2 separate regions of the Mus musculus genome follow, and region 1 is linked to region 2. Evidence: chromatin contacts called from public Hi-C data. All regions are on one chromosome and are shown on one strand. Each heading gives the region's core, a stretch centred on a gene start, on an enhancer-like site or on the middle of the called end of the contact. The rest is flanking DNA. Distances are from core to core; before and after follow the strand shown.

Region 1 (3,759 bases), core at 366-2,865, 61 kb before region 2:
GCTTTTCCCTAGAATCAGGGAATGCTTGAAAGGAATCCTCCGTCATGCAAACTTATCAAATCATGATTCTAGAACACTACATCATAAACTTGCATATCTTCCAGAAGTTATTGGACAATGCATGGGTATAATGTATGTTTAAATATTAGGATTAAATATGTAATAATGATTAATCCATTCACATTATTGAATAGAGGCAAGAATTTTGTACATCACAATATTTTAAAAGGTTCTTGTTCATAATGTGAATAAGTGAAAATTACTGTAAGTTAAGCCATGTGTGCATTAAGTTTGGCCTACAACCAACTCCTTCCTTTGAAAAACTAAATAGCTTGAACTGCAGCTTCACTTAAGAGTATGTTAGTATTCTTATAACGTGTTGCTGAGTCTTAGTCAGTCATAGTAGTTGACTTTTAGCCAGTCAGTATGACAGCTGATCACACCATGTTTTTATAAGGTAAATACTAAGATATGACCAACCACAGTATTATATGTTTCTTTTTACCTTTTTTTAATTTACAAAGATTGCTTGCTCACTGATGGAACACTCTGAACTTTGACTGGGCCAGAGTCTATTCATGAAACAACTGTTTGTTCAAATCAATTCTGCAAAGTTTAATTTTTCATAAGTTTTTTTAAACTTGTTCAAGGCTTTGTATTTTGTATGTGCATGTGCCATATATGTGTTCTAATGCATGTGCATTAGGTCAGAAGACAACTCGAAAGTGTAGTTCCTTAGGGGTTGCCCACCTGTCTTTTGTGGTCACTGGCCTAGAGCTTGCCTCGTAGGCTAGTCTGCCTGTCTGCATCCACAGTGCTGGCTGCCATGCCTGGCTTTTAAAATACGGATTCTGAGGGTGGAATGAACTTAGGTTCTTACTGAGCTATCTCTCAGCCCTGTAGTTTCTTATATAACCATCACAAGAAAATAGAAACATAATCTGAGTACAGAACAGTACTTCAGAAAATGGAAGCATTTCTGAAGTGGTCCTACTTCATCCCCGTATCATCGCCTGGATTTACTGTTTTCACATGGTGAAAATTTCTGCTCTTTTCCTCATTTACACGCCGGTAAACCCCTCATCAGGACCTATACACTATGCCAGCCTGGTAAATCAACTTCTGAGTAGGGGGTGCTTAGCTGGATTTGATTCGGTCAACCAGACTGGAAAGTCCCTGGAGAACTGGAATCCGGTTGAGAATTGCATGAGGCCTGGAACACAGTGGACACTCAAATATACGCAAAAAGATAGGAAAGGCTGGGGAGAGGGGTGGCGAGGAAGCGAAGGAAGCAAAGCCTTCCTTGAAGAGATCATCTACAGTTCTCCATTGAACTCAGGTGGGCATCGAAGTCAGCATTTTCTTTAGCCAAGTTCACCAGCACAGGAAAGGAGCGAGGAAAGGACAAAACTTTAAAAAAAAATCGCTTGGTTAAAGTGAGGAAAAGGAGAAAAACAAACAAACAAACAAACAAACAAACAAACAAACAAAAAACAAAAACAAAACCTCAACAGGCTCCTCTTAGCAGAGGCGTTTAGGCAAGCCAGGCTGTTCCCTGGGCGACCATAGAGCCAGAACGGCCGCAGCCGATTGGCTGATCCGCCCGAGCCAATCAGAAGACACGATGTTGGCGGGGTTCTAAGATGGCCGCCGAGCCGCTGTTTCCTCCCTGGTAAGTTCGGCTTCGCGAGGCGCGACTTGGCGGCAGGATTCGCGGCGGCCTGTCGGGCTGTGTTCCGAGGCAGGGAGGGCGGCGCAGGAGTCGGGGCGGCTCGTCCTCGCAGATCTGCCGAAGCGGGCTTGGAAAACCCTGGGTTCGGGCGGGCGCCGCTGGGCTCCGGGGGCGTCGTGAGGTAGCCGTCCGGTCCCGGGCCAGCGAGGAGCGCGAAAGCCCACACAGCAACTGCGGCTGACCAGAGCGAGGTTCGCGGCTCGCCGCTCCGCCGGCGTCCCGATGCGAGTTCTGACGCGGCTGGAGAGCTGAAGGTGGTGCGGCCTCGCACCGGGTGAGTGCCGCCGAGTTCCAGGTTGTCCGTGCGGGAAGGGGTGTGCCTTTCAGAGCCACCCTCTCAGTCTTGAACTTTGTAAGTACTTGTACAGTGGCATGGATTGCGTGGTTTAAAATCTTTCCACACAAGTTAGAGAGGGTCCCGGGGGAAAGTGGGTTCCAAGCCTTGGCTGTAAACATTGTTTTAATTCAAACTCACCTATCCTTAAGATTAAAAATACAAAAAATAAATAACTTATTTGAAGTATATCTGAACTGAGGCCCCTGACTCCCCTCGGGTTTTCTGTGTCGTTTTAAGAAAAAGGAACACATTTTCTAACAATAAATAAGACATTTACATTAATGTTGATAATCTTAAGCCTAAAAGTGTGTCAGTTAACTAGTTCCAAAGTTCAGGAACTATTTATTATGCTCTTATAGGTTAGAGGATGGCGGTTATAATTATTTTACAAATAGGATTAAATTTAGATGTTTGTGATTATTTAAAATCGAATACATAAGACAGCCACTTGATGGAAATGCAGCTTAAATTCTGGCATAGTAGAGACAGAAAATTTGTTGGATGCGCAGATTTTATCCTTTGGGTATTGCTTGTAACCAGTTTTGTGGTCTAGAAATACATTTCTCAAATCTCTAAATGTGACTCTCAGTGTGTTACTTAGTATAATATCTCCCCTTTTTCATATGCAAAAAGTGCAGAAAAAATTATTAGTAAAATTTGCCTAGATTTGACCTGTCTCCCAAATCTTTGTCTCCAAGAATTCGCCACCAACTTTGCCCTCTAAAAGTTCATAATTTAAAGCTGTCAGGCGTAACTGGATCACAATGATTTTGGCCAGTTGTAGAAAGAGTTGCTGTTAGTTTCTAATGTGTGTTGTGATGAAGATTAGTGCCTGCCTCTTGGTTTGTGTGTGGTGTGTGACAGGTCTGCCTTCTTTTTCTCCTGCTGCTTGTCTGTCTTTTGTTGTAACTTGGTTTCCTGCCCCTTTTCAGTGGACCCTGTGCAGAGCCTCTGAAAACTGATCATCTAGTGAGGTAGAGGAGAGAAGCTGCGTTTATATTGATCAAAGAGTAAAGCAGCTCTGGTCATTTAGGACTCTGAGGCCATTAAGATCATAAACATTTTAAAGGTGTGTGTGAGACCATCGCACTGGTATTTGACCATACCTTCGTTTTAAAGCTTAGAAAGAACGAAAACCCAGGCAAATACAATGGCCTGCTCAGGATGGAAGTCATCTGACTTTCAAGACTATTTTTACCTCTATAACTAGTCTTCTACAGATCTGACACAAACTAGAACTTTTATAATTGGTATTTTTTTTATCTCTATGGTTTCTGTATCTCAAAAGATGGTATTTACTAAATCCTTTTTAATTTTAATTTTTTTTTTTTTTTTTTTTTTTTGTAGAGAATGAGGTGTATAGTCAACATCTCTGGTAACAGGTAAAGAATATACTTTACTGGATTTAGGGTTTCTCACCTAAAGGTAGATGATACTGTGCTACCAGGGGGAAAGTAAAATACTGGATTTAAAAAAAAACAAAAACTGATAATTAGCTTAGTGACTTTCAGTACTTTCATTATAAAACTTCTTAAGAATACATAGATTACCAGATGCTGAACCACTTTGTTCTAAATGCATTGCTTTCTGCCAGAGTCTGCTCAGTAATGGTTGTGGTTGTTTTTCGAGGGTAAAAGAAACCCTCTTTATTTAGACTTAGAAATTCAATTCATAGCAAATGATGTCTGCC
Region 2 (3,884 bases), core at 933-3,432:
ATGATGAGGTGCTTGACGCTAGGGGGGGGGCAGAGGACTTGCTCCATTCTGCAGAGATAATACAGTGGACATGTTTAGATGCTCTAAGTGAATCTGTTCCACTGTCTAACATGATGTCATCTCTGTCGATCACTGCTATCATTTTAGTGTTGTGAAACTGGCTGTTTTTTGCTGCAGAGATGCTCTTACATTCTCTCAGCTGAGCTATAGAGCCTGGAGGATGATTTTTATATAATGAAACCCAGTGAAATGGTAAAGTCATAGTGGCCCCTAGGAACACTCTCTTGGGCAGCTTGTGATATATCAGCTAGACTCCTCCATTGGGCTTTTCTAGCTTTATTATTTATTTTTATAATCTTGCTTGGATGGGCTCCAGATGTCCTAGATTCTTCACATATCTCTAGGAAAAGGCCAAGTTAACTTGCATTGGCAGTGGGAAAGGGCCAGAAAAAGGTTCATATCAAGACATGGACCAAATCAACCATAAACAACCTTTATATTTTGGAGTACTGGGGACAGGATCAGAATTACTCAAAACCAAGGGCCTCCTCTTTGTCATAGGAGGGAGATGTTTCTGGTACTATTAACCAAAACAAGTTGTCACTGTTTGAAGACTGCTAACCAAGGTCTAGCTCCCTAGATCTAGTCTTGATGCTATCCCTTTGCTGTTCTGAGCAGTACAGCACTTAGGGGGCTGCTCTGTGCTAGGGGAATTTGGTTTCTTTTTAATATGTAATAATCACCATTACATCTCAATTACTTAACAAATAGAGAAGCACAGGGCCATGTTATTTCCAAAGAGCCTCCTGAGAGTATGGCTGGAGATCTCCAAATGTTATCCAAAATTAGCCTGGAGAGGGCAGGCGATCAGATCTTTTAATATGTGCCCAAGGGAACTCATGCGTATTATGTGCTACTGATCCAGGTGTGCTGTGCCTATTCAGGGCTCGCAGTCCTGGAAAATGCCATTCTCTCTCTCTTCCTGCTAAGAGATACCTAGGCACATTGGAAGAGTCTGCAACAAAGTCCTGTCTGTTTCCAAGGATGATGATCGGATGGGCTTTCTTCTCTTAAGTGGAGAAGCCCCAGATTCTGGCTGGAAAGGAAATAGCTGGTCACCACAGACAGAAAAAAAAAAAAGTACATAAGAAGGAAAAGCTCACCAGTAAATATGACATAGTGGCAAAAGAAGTGAAATTGTTTGATGGGTCAGCAAGCAAGCAAACAAGCAAGCAAACAAACAAAACCTCACAACTGGACAGTGAGACATCTCCCCCTTTCCTTTGACCACAATGGTTGCCTTTTAACTCTGGTTTGTCAGTCGGTGCTGTTAATATTTTATGAAAAGGGTGCTCAGGGCAAAGCAGCCATAGACCATTTTCTTGGGAAATGTACAGTTTCTCAAGGCATTTGTTTTTTAAGCCTTGGCAGTTGGCACTTTTCTTTTAAGAAAGCAGGAGTTGTTGAGGACAGACCCCTTAGTCTTATTTCCAAGACTTGAGTTTGGCTTAGTGTAGAATTGTGATCATGAAAGCAGCTTTGGTTTACTGGTGGCATAGCACTCAAATTAAATTTGGGTTTAGCTAAAAGCCCTCAACATATAATGAGGATTACAAGTTAGGGATCGGCCTGCCCCTGAAGCGTTCGATTTCATTTTGATGGGCATCTGGTAGATCTCACTGCTTGTTGGGGGCAGAAGGCATGCTTTTCATCTACTGGGGCCTGGAGATCTCAGGTACTCTGCATGCTGGCTTTGCATGTGGGTCTTTATGCACAGTGAATAGCTGTGCATTTGTTGTAGAATCAAGGACTAAGTAAAGGGGAGAGAAGAGATTACCATTTGAGCACCCGGGTTCCCACTAAACCAAAGGTAAGCTCTTTGTAACTGTTGATCTGGGGAATAAATCCTCCTTTGTAATTCCACAGATGCAGGAAGCCTTCTTTTGCACCAGCTCTTCCTGCACAGTCTCTACTGACCTTGCAAGTCTTGCAGACCTGCCAATGTGAAACTTCTCTGACCTTAATTGCTGGTCGTGTTTTTTTTTTTTTTTTCCCCTCCTTCTCTCAAAATGGAAAGTGGAAGTAAACCAGCCAGTGAGTTAAACTTTTCCATTTAAAGGGGTGCCAAACCATTTACATTTTCAACTCACCCACAGTAACAAAAACAGTGATTTTGGTCAAGGCATTGGAAGCCCCATCATTTCAGGGTGTGAAGCCAGCTACAGAATGTTACTGCTGTCATTTGGGTGTTTTTTTCTATTGGGATCGGGAGGCGACAGCTCTGGATGGGTGCTGAACACTTTTTGAGGACACACAGCCTTTTCCTGTTGGTGTTCTGTATGGTAACATTCAACTTGGTACAATGAATAGGGCTGTGCTGCCGGTTGCTGCTGATCAGACATGGATGGGTAATGATTAGCACATACATGTTTATGTTATTTTAGCAGTAAATCCGTGCACTGTTGGTGATGAATTGAAGGTTAAACGACAAATTTTCCTCGAAACTATTCCTGTTGTCTAGTCTATGAACTGAAAACCGGATTAACCTTTAATTACCCTCAACGATCTCTCAACCCCGAGACAACATTGCCACCGCCACCAGTAGTATTTGCATATACAATTTAATGAGAGAAACATCTGTTTGCATATTGGGAATCATTACTAGCATGCAGATTAATGGATACTTGCAGTGAGATAGGCATCCAAGTCTCATTTTCTTGAGTTTCTTCTTCTTCCACCCTCTGATTCTGCTGGACCTTATATTAATTAGATGACAGGCTGGCTTGAACCCATAGCCTTGTGCAGAACACATAGATACAACAGGATCTGCAAAACCACATTATATTCAACTAGGAAAACCACACAACTTCTGGGCCTTATAAAACGTATGTGCTGTAAGCCTGTGTATACATGTGATGTGTTCAACTCAACTATAAAAAAAATCCTAGGGCTGGAGAGAAGGCTCCGTTTAAAGTATTCACTGCACAAGCATAAAGACCTGAATTTAGATTTCCCATAACCCATGTGAAAAGCCAGGTGTGGTTGAGTATTTCTTAGGGTTTTTGGAGACAGGGGTCCTGGGGGCTCACTGGCCAGCCAGTCTAGCCAAAAACGATGAACTTCAGATTCAGTGAAAGTCTCTGTTTCAGAAAAAAATGTGGAAAGCATATAGGAAGATACCCTAAGTCAATCTCTGGCTTTCATGTGGGCATGCATAGATAAGTGTGCCAGCACACATGTAAATATACACATGCATGTATCATACAAACAAGTATAAAACTTAAAAAGTTGTTTGTGTGGTTGAGAACTACTTACTTTTGTACACAGCTCTCCTCTGATAGTTATACCAAATGCTTCTGTTGGACAGTTTTACAGTCCACAGAATGCAAGAACCAAGCTAATAAAAAAAATCTTTATTTTTCTGTGAGACTCTCAGGAGGCTGATGTGGTTCAATAATTTGCCTATTACCTCCTTACTGGCTCAGTAGAGGGCTGGGCCTCTAAGCCTCCAGACCTAGTGCAGTCTCTGAACTGTGCTGTCTTCTTCTTCCTCTTCTCTTCTTCCTCTTCTTCCTCCTCCTCCTTTCTTCCTCCTCTTTCCTCCTCTTCCCCCTCTTTCTTTCCCCTCTTCCCCCTCCCCCTCTTTCTTTCCCCTCTTCCCCCTCCCCCTCCTCCTCCTTCTTCTCTTCCTCCTCCTCCTCCTCCTCCTCCTCCTCCTCCTCCTCCTCCTCCTCCTCCTCCTCCTCCTCCTCCTTCTTCTTCTTCTTCTTCTTCTTCTTCTTTCTTCTTCTTGACTTTTAAATTATATATTTATTAATTCTCAGAGACATGAACATTCAACATATTTTAAAATTATGTCTAGCCCCAACTCTTCCAGGTCCATC

Evidence for each region. A called contact is a pair of places that touch in the nucleus more often than the background predicts.
Region 1: a Hi-C map of the N1E-115 cell line shows a contact between it and region 2, with 3 times the contacts expected there. The contact joins the promoter of Fam204a here to the enhancer-like site in region 2. A contact is called at or near these places in 3 of 39 promoter capture datasets (the SN4741 cell line, hippocampal neurons and pre-B cells), 8 of 484 Hi-C or Micro-C datasets (CD4 T cells, the N1E-115 cell line, centrocytes and 5 more), 2 of 115 datasets of contacts at active chromatin or transcription factors (the SCID.adh cell line and large pre-B cells) and 2 of 9 other capture datasets (adipose tissue and liver).

Annotation. Positions count from the first base shown.
Region 1 is chr19:60,224,557-60,228,315 of GRCm38.p6, reverse strand. Fam204a (family with sequence similarity 204, member A) reads left to right here and starts at 1,615. Exons shown (of 8, transcript NM_001358273.1): 1 at 1,615-1,672.
Region 2 is chr19:60,163,804-60,167,687 of GRCm38.p6, reverse strand. No RefSeq gene overlaps it. Among named protein-coding and RNA genes, the nearest start is that of E330013P04Rik, 21 kb to the right of the region's middle. Within about 2 kb of position 2,182, at least 1 of the 459 cell types and tissues checked has an H3K27ac peak or open chromatin away from gene starts, as enhancers often do. A contact at or near this core is called in the N1E-115 cell line, where this site is marked.